Linked DNA regions of Rattus norvegicus: region 1 is linked to region 2. Evidence: chromatin contacts called from public Hi-C data. All regions are on one chromosome and are shown on one strand. The core of a region is the stretch at or near the end of the contact, and the rest is flanking DNA. Distances in the headings are between cores, read along the strand shown. Region 1 has its middle 110 kb from the start of Psat1. Region 2 has its middle 4.4 kb from the start of Rnu12-2l.

The links. A called contact is a pair of places that touch in the nucleus more often than the background predicts.
Region 1: a contact with region 2 is called in a Hi-C map of Schwann cells, with 14 times the contacts expected there. The contact joins two enhancer-like sites. A contact is called at or near these places in 2 of 12 Hi-C or Micro-C datasets (Schwann cells and frontal cortex).

The regions. Positions count from the first base shown.
Region 1 is chr1:222,536,616-222,539,803 of GRCr8, reverse strand. No RefSeq gene overlaps it. Among named protein-coding and RNA genes, the nearest start is that of Psat1, 110 kb to the left of the region's middle. Within about 2 kb of position 1,928, at least 51 of the 93 cell types and tissues checked have an H3K27ac peak or open chromatin away from gene starts, as enhancers often do.
Region 2 is chr1:221,710,690-221,713,432 of GRCr8, reverse strand. No RefSeq gene overlaps it. Among named protein-coding and RNA genes, the nearest start is that of Rnu12-2l, 4.4 kb to the left of the region's middle. Within about 2 kb of position 1,437, at least 4 of the 93 cell types and tissues checked have an H3K27ac peak or open chromatin away from gene starts, as enhancers often do.

The DNA.
Region 1 (3,188 bases), core at 679-3,178, 830 kb before region 2:
ATCCCTTCTCTGTAGAAAACATGAAAGACCTTGAACAAATCAAGATTTCTCCATGGAGAATTCAGTTAATCCTGTGCTTATTGCCTAACAAGGAAATCCATCTCTCCACCAAGCACGCCATTACCCGGACTAATGCCTGACTTGAATAACAAGCAAATTATTGTGCTTTTAATTGTACCCTGCCTGGTCACAAAGCACATCTGAGAGAGGAATGTGGCGTCTCTTCCCGAGAAACAGGTCAAGCCTCTAATCCTCCTTTTCTTTTCGCCCTCCCCTTCCCCCTCTGCCCTTTCTCTTCCCAGCAGCAGAGGGAGAAAAAAAAAGACAGCTAAATTATGTTTAAAATGGGAGAGTCTAAAGAAGAAAAAAAAGGCAGTAAATACTGACTTGGGAGAGGGAGAATTATCCTCCGTCTCTGTGGTGTGGCTCATTTGAGAACAATCAATGTTATCATAACCCCATTACCAGAGGGCGATCTTATTTTAACCCTAAAGCAGACTTCTGCATCTGTGCTATTGACAGATTGGGCTGGGTAACTCTTTGCTGTGTATGTTTGTGGTGGGTCTCTCCTGAATGCTGTAGGATGCCCAACACCTGGTCAGGTTGTGTCAATCCAAAATGTTCCAATATGATAGCAAAGTCTCTTTGGATGTCGTGGGATTGCCAGTCACCCTGGTGGAGAGCTACAGACCAAACCCTCCATATTAGGGTGGATTTGTTGCATATGATCTTCCTTCTTTACACAAATGCTAATAAAATCAGGAGTTTTTAAAAAATGGAAACCAGGGAGGCAAGCGTGTCCTTCATGCATACAGAATAGGATGAAATAAAAGACAGTAAAACATGCATTGTCGGGGGGGGAGGGGAGTTGCTTCTTTCAGCCCTCAGGACTTGGCATTTGATCCTCAGTCCACAGACAAGTGTCCCCGAATTCAGGAAGCTTATGACTGCCCCTCCATACTTTGCAGTCTTAGAAACTGGGCTTGTTTTGGGTGAGAAAAGAGTGATAAGAAGGTTTACAAGATAAGAACCATTGCCAGAGCTTGACAAACACAGAGGCGAATGCTCGCAGCCAACCATTGGACTGAGAACCGGGTCCCCAATGGAGGAGTTAGAGAGAGGACTGAAGGAGCTGAAGGGGTTTTCGACCCCATGGGAAGAACAACAATATCAACCAGCCAGACCCCCAGGGACTCCCAGGGGACTAAACCATCAACCAAAGGGTACACATGGAGTGACCCATGGCTCCAGTCACATATGTATCAAGGCCCAAGAATGGCCTTGTTGTGCATCCATGGGAGGAGAGGCCCTTGGTCTTGTGAAGGCTAGATGCCCCAGTGTAGAGGAATGCCAGGACGGGGAGGCAGAAGTAGGTGGGTGGGGTGGGTGAGTGGGAGCACTCTCATAGAGGCAGGGGGAGAGGGGATTAGATAAGGGGGTTCTGAGGGAAAACCGGAAGGGGAAATAACATTTGAAGTGTAAATAAATAAAATATCCAGAGAGAGAGAGAGAGAGAGAGAGAGAGAGAGAGAGAGAGAGAGAGAGAGAGAGAGAGAGAGAGAGAGAGAGAGAGAGAACGAACCATGGCCCAGAAACGCTGATGCCCAAGATAGTTGAGGTCAGATGAAAAAGTGGTGGGCCTCAAACTCATTTAGACAATGCCAACTAACAGTACTGTACGAGGCCTGGAAATCAGGACCACGGAAAGCGCCCCACGCGGAGTTTTTATTCGCCTGTTGCACCGCACTTTCGTTGTAACCTTAGAGGCAAACCGTGTCTTACTCCGAGGTACAAGGAACTAGCTTATTTTTTAGAAACTTACTAGAAGCTTTGTTGTCTGTCCTTCAGTGGCCTCGAGCAAATGTGGAATGGAAAAGCATTGCTGTTAACCTCCATGCCCAATAGATGGCGGTGTATATCTTCCCGAGAAGCCAGGCTTGGCGGCAGCTGGTAAAGACCGCCTTAGGCTAAGGAAGACAAGTGCCACTCCGTGTCCTTTGGAAGACAGGCATTTCCTCCCATTGTTGGCACAAACATCTCCAAACAATTGTACTGACCACACACCTTTAAGCCACATTCCGGGGTGCTGCTAGCTGCACTGAAGTGAATGCCAGGAAAAGGAACGAAGCTGCTAATTTTCTTGATTCGGGGAGGGGCAGAAGGAGGGGGAGAAGAAGCGGGGAGAGGAAGATCTTGAGTAACAATGGGCATGATTTATTTTTCCAACCCGAACAGGGGCAATGCTATTTTAGCCCCTCTTCCAACTGCTGAAGTAAATGAAAGCAGCCACCTAATTAGCCCAAATCACTAGCTAGCAGAGGAAAAAATTCTGCTGAGACTCAAGCTGGGGTGGGGAATTTGGAGAACCGGGTGTGATGTTGGAGGAGGAGAATGGGTGGGAAGGAAAAGGAGGCCAGGCTGACAGAAGGCTTTTGTAGGGACCCTGCTGCTTGCAGTGTGGGCTGCGCTGGCCCTACCCGGAGAGAACAAGGGAGCTGTAGTTCCTCACATTCATCCCCTGCAGGCGAAAAGACGTCAGCTGGAAGACAAGTCTCTGAGTTGCTTTTGAAAGTGTTATCGATGTAGATGAATTAGCTTGGGAAAGAGAGCCCAGTCCTGTGTGGCCTGGCTGACCTGCTGGTGGGCTGTGCTGGGACCTCACAGGAAGGCTCTCTGACAAACCATTAGGGACATTTCAGACTGATCTGAGACCAAATTTGGCTGTTGGTCAGGAATGAAACAAATACCTAGTTACTGACTGATCTTGACTAATTAATTGTCCTCCTTTAGCGGGACTTATGAGTCATTCCTACAAGGGAAGTATCAGCAACTATCAGCAAAACAACGGGCAGGTAGGCGCTGTTGACATCTTCCACTTGAAGGCTTCGTGAACTGAAGTGCTAATTTATTTGTTCAGGGATGACTTTGGTTTTTTTTTTTTTTTCAGTCCGATATCACTTTAATTGAAATACTTCACTAATGCGATTTATCACAACTGTAAACTGTCAGTTTCCACAGCTGCTGCCTTTTTCAAGCAATCTGGCAAATGTGTACGGGTGAAAACGCAAACTTGGGAGGTTGAGAAGGAGCCGCACAAGCTTCTTTTCCCATTCAGCCGGCCCATAGCACCCAGTCCCCGGAAACCTTTGAAACCATATGCTCCTTTTCCGTAGCCACGCCCACTTCAA
Region 2 (2,743 bases), core at 188-2,687:
TAACCAGCAACCCAGACAGCACTCAGGATCACACCTTGTCCAATTCATCTTTGAATATCACAAAACTAATTATATCATCTTCGACTTCCCTGTTTAATCCCTGTTTCTTCTGGTTTTTCCTTAAGACACAGTGATCTTACTATGTCATCCAGGCTAGCCTTGGACTTCTGGACTTAGTCCTCCTCAGCCATGAGTGTAGCTGGGACTACAGACATGTCCAACTGCATCGGGCTTATGTCTGTTTCTTAATTATTTCAAACCTAGACAGCACAGACCAGCACTATGCTTGGCCTCCTTTAAAGCTTTACTAGAGTGAATGTCTGGCTGTCTTTGCATCTTGCTCTCCTTCTGAGTACGACAGAGCCATGTGGAGCAACACACTTCTACCCAGGAGGTTCCTTAATTGTTCCTTGGGAAGCACTGGTCTACAAGCAAAAGCTGAAGTGGTGCGCTTAGACTAGGGCTTTCACTTCTTTGCATTGCTGCCCTTTCCGAAGTGATAATAGTCAAGAATTCTGTAAGCCAGTTGAAAAGGTTCTTCCTTAGCCACTGGGCACAGAGCCCACTGAAGCTCCACTGAGGATATGTTAGATATTTTCTAGAACCTCAGACAAAATATTTTACCAATAGCAATACCACCATCAGTCATTTAGGGAAAAAAAACATTTAATCCTTGTGTAAACTAAAAGAGAACAATCATGGTTAGCTATGTATTGTGCAAGGACATAGGACAGCCAAGGTGATAAATCCAGGACTTCAAATAGGTTGCCATATCAGCTCTGTCCCCCCTCCCCCCACCTACTACCATCCACTGTTTATTGGCACATTTGACATGCAAAGCTCTATGTAGATGCCTTTCCTCTACAGTTCCCATAATGCTGTGGGCAGGACTTGCTGAAGAACTGAAGTTTAAAGAAATTAAAGTGTCTTTCCCAGGGCTATTGGTAATGATGGGAACTGAAGAGTCTTGGCAAAAATTCCTTTCCCTTTTCTCCTGCTGTATCATGCCTCTCCTGAGTCTGGCTCTGCCTCCAGTTCAGAAGCCACACTATTGAAGTTGCACGACTTCATGCACTTTCATAAGGTATCTAATTTAAACCGCATGAAATGCTGGATGAGTCATATTATCACCTCCAGTATACAAGAGTCAGGAAGTAGAAGAAATGTATTTGAGTCTCAGCCACACACAGCAGACTTTTGAATCCCAGTTTTAACCCAAGTCAAAATTTGATAAATTATGATTTAAAAAGCTTTGATGGCAATCTCTCCCTATTCATAGCCCCATAGCCTACTGGAGGTAGCAGGCGGGACACAGAGAGGACAGTGCCAACAGAGCACACACACTGCAGCTGCTTGGCCTTTCATTGTACTTGCGTTTCCAATGGGAGGATTTGCTTTATTTAAGCCCTAGTGAATTCTTCTGACTCCCGTTGCAGACAACTATTTGCTACAATATGATGACAGCATATTTCCCTTTTGGAATGTTGAATGGAAGGGCTGAGATAATGGTCAGTCCTCCCTGTTCTGATGAAAAGAGAAGGCTGGGAGAACACGGCAGCTTTGACGTTTGTCAGCTTGTTAGCAGGAGCCTTCCGGACATGTCTTTATTTCTGTAGTCAGCTCTAGTTGGTGCTAACAAAAAGTGGCTGCAGTCTGGGTACGGAAAAAATTTCATTACTGTGTTCAAAATAATTGAATAAAGAGACCAAGAAATAAGGCCAACTTGGACGTAAGATGTAAGACATAAGGCCAAACGTAAGGGGAACCATGCTTATTCGGGTTATTTAAGGGATGACAAACTGCTGTTTTGAAAACCAGTGGTTTGGGGACATCTCATGTGTGGAAATACTGGACATCATCTGTAATTGTGCTGAGCGGTGAGAAAGACACACCTGCTTCAAGCCTATTATGATAATGGCTGTATGAGAGACCGGAGGAAAGACATCTAGGGTTATACTTTCTGACTTTTGGGGCTTGTTCTGTTAAAAATAAAAGCCTCATTAGGAGAGTTTTAAGATGAATTATATTTCTCCATTTCTCTCGCAATTAATTTCCAGGCAGCCTTGTTGCAATTTGCAAGTTAGATGCTTTTGCCCTGAGCAGGGTGGCATGAGTCGGCTGAGGACCAGCAGAGGGCAGTGCTGAGCTGACGCTGGCTCAGGCGCTTACTTGGGGCTATAAAATTGTGCTTGTTATTAAATGAAATCTTACGGCTAACTTAGCCACAGAGGAAATTAAACTGCTAATTATGTGTGTTTAAACCACTAAAAAGGGTTCCGTTGTTGCTCTGGATTTCAAGAAACACCTACCTCATCTCTAGATTTAAAATATGTAATTATGCCTAGAAATAGTACCTATTAACAATTATATACAATTTTTTTTTTAATTTGTAGACTTATCTGCTTGCAAAGTCTGTCTCCTTTAAAGCAAATAAACAATAGATTGGTGGCTTTAGCATTGTGATTCCTTTAATAGAACATGTCAGTGACTTTTTTTTTTTTTTTTTGGTTCTTTTTTTTTTCGGAGCTGGGGACCGAACCCAGGGCCTTGCGCTTCCTAGGCAAGCGCTCTACCACTGAGCTAAATCCCCAACCCCCCATGTCAGTGACTTTTATTGAGCAGTCCATGCTCAAATTATGTATGGGTCAGAGTTTTAAAGGATTAACAAAATAGCCATATTGTTCTTATGGTATCTCTCTGTCTCTCTGTCTCTGTCTCTGTCTCTGTCTCTCTCTCTCTCTCT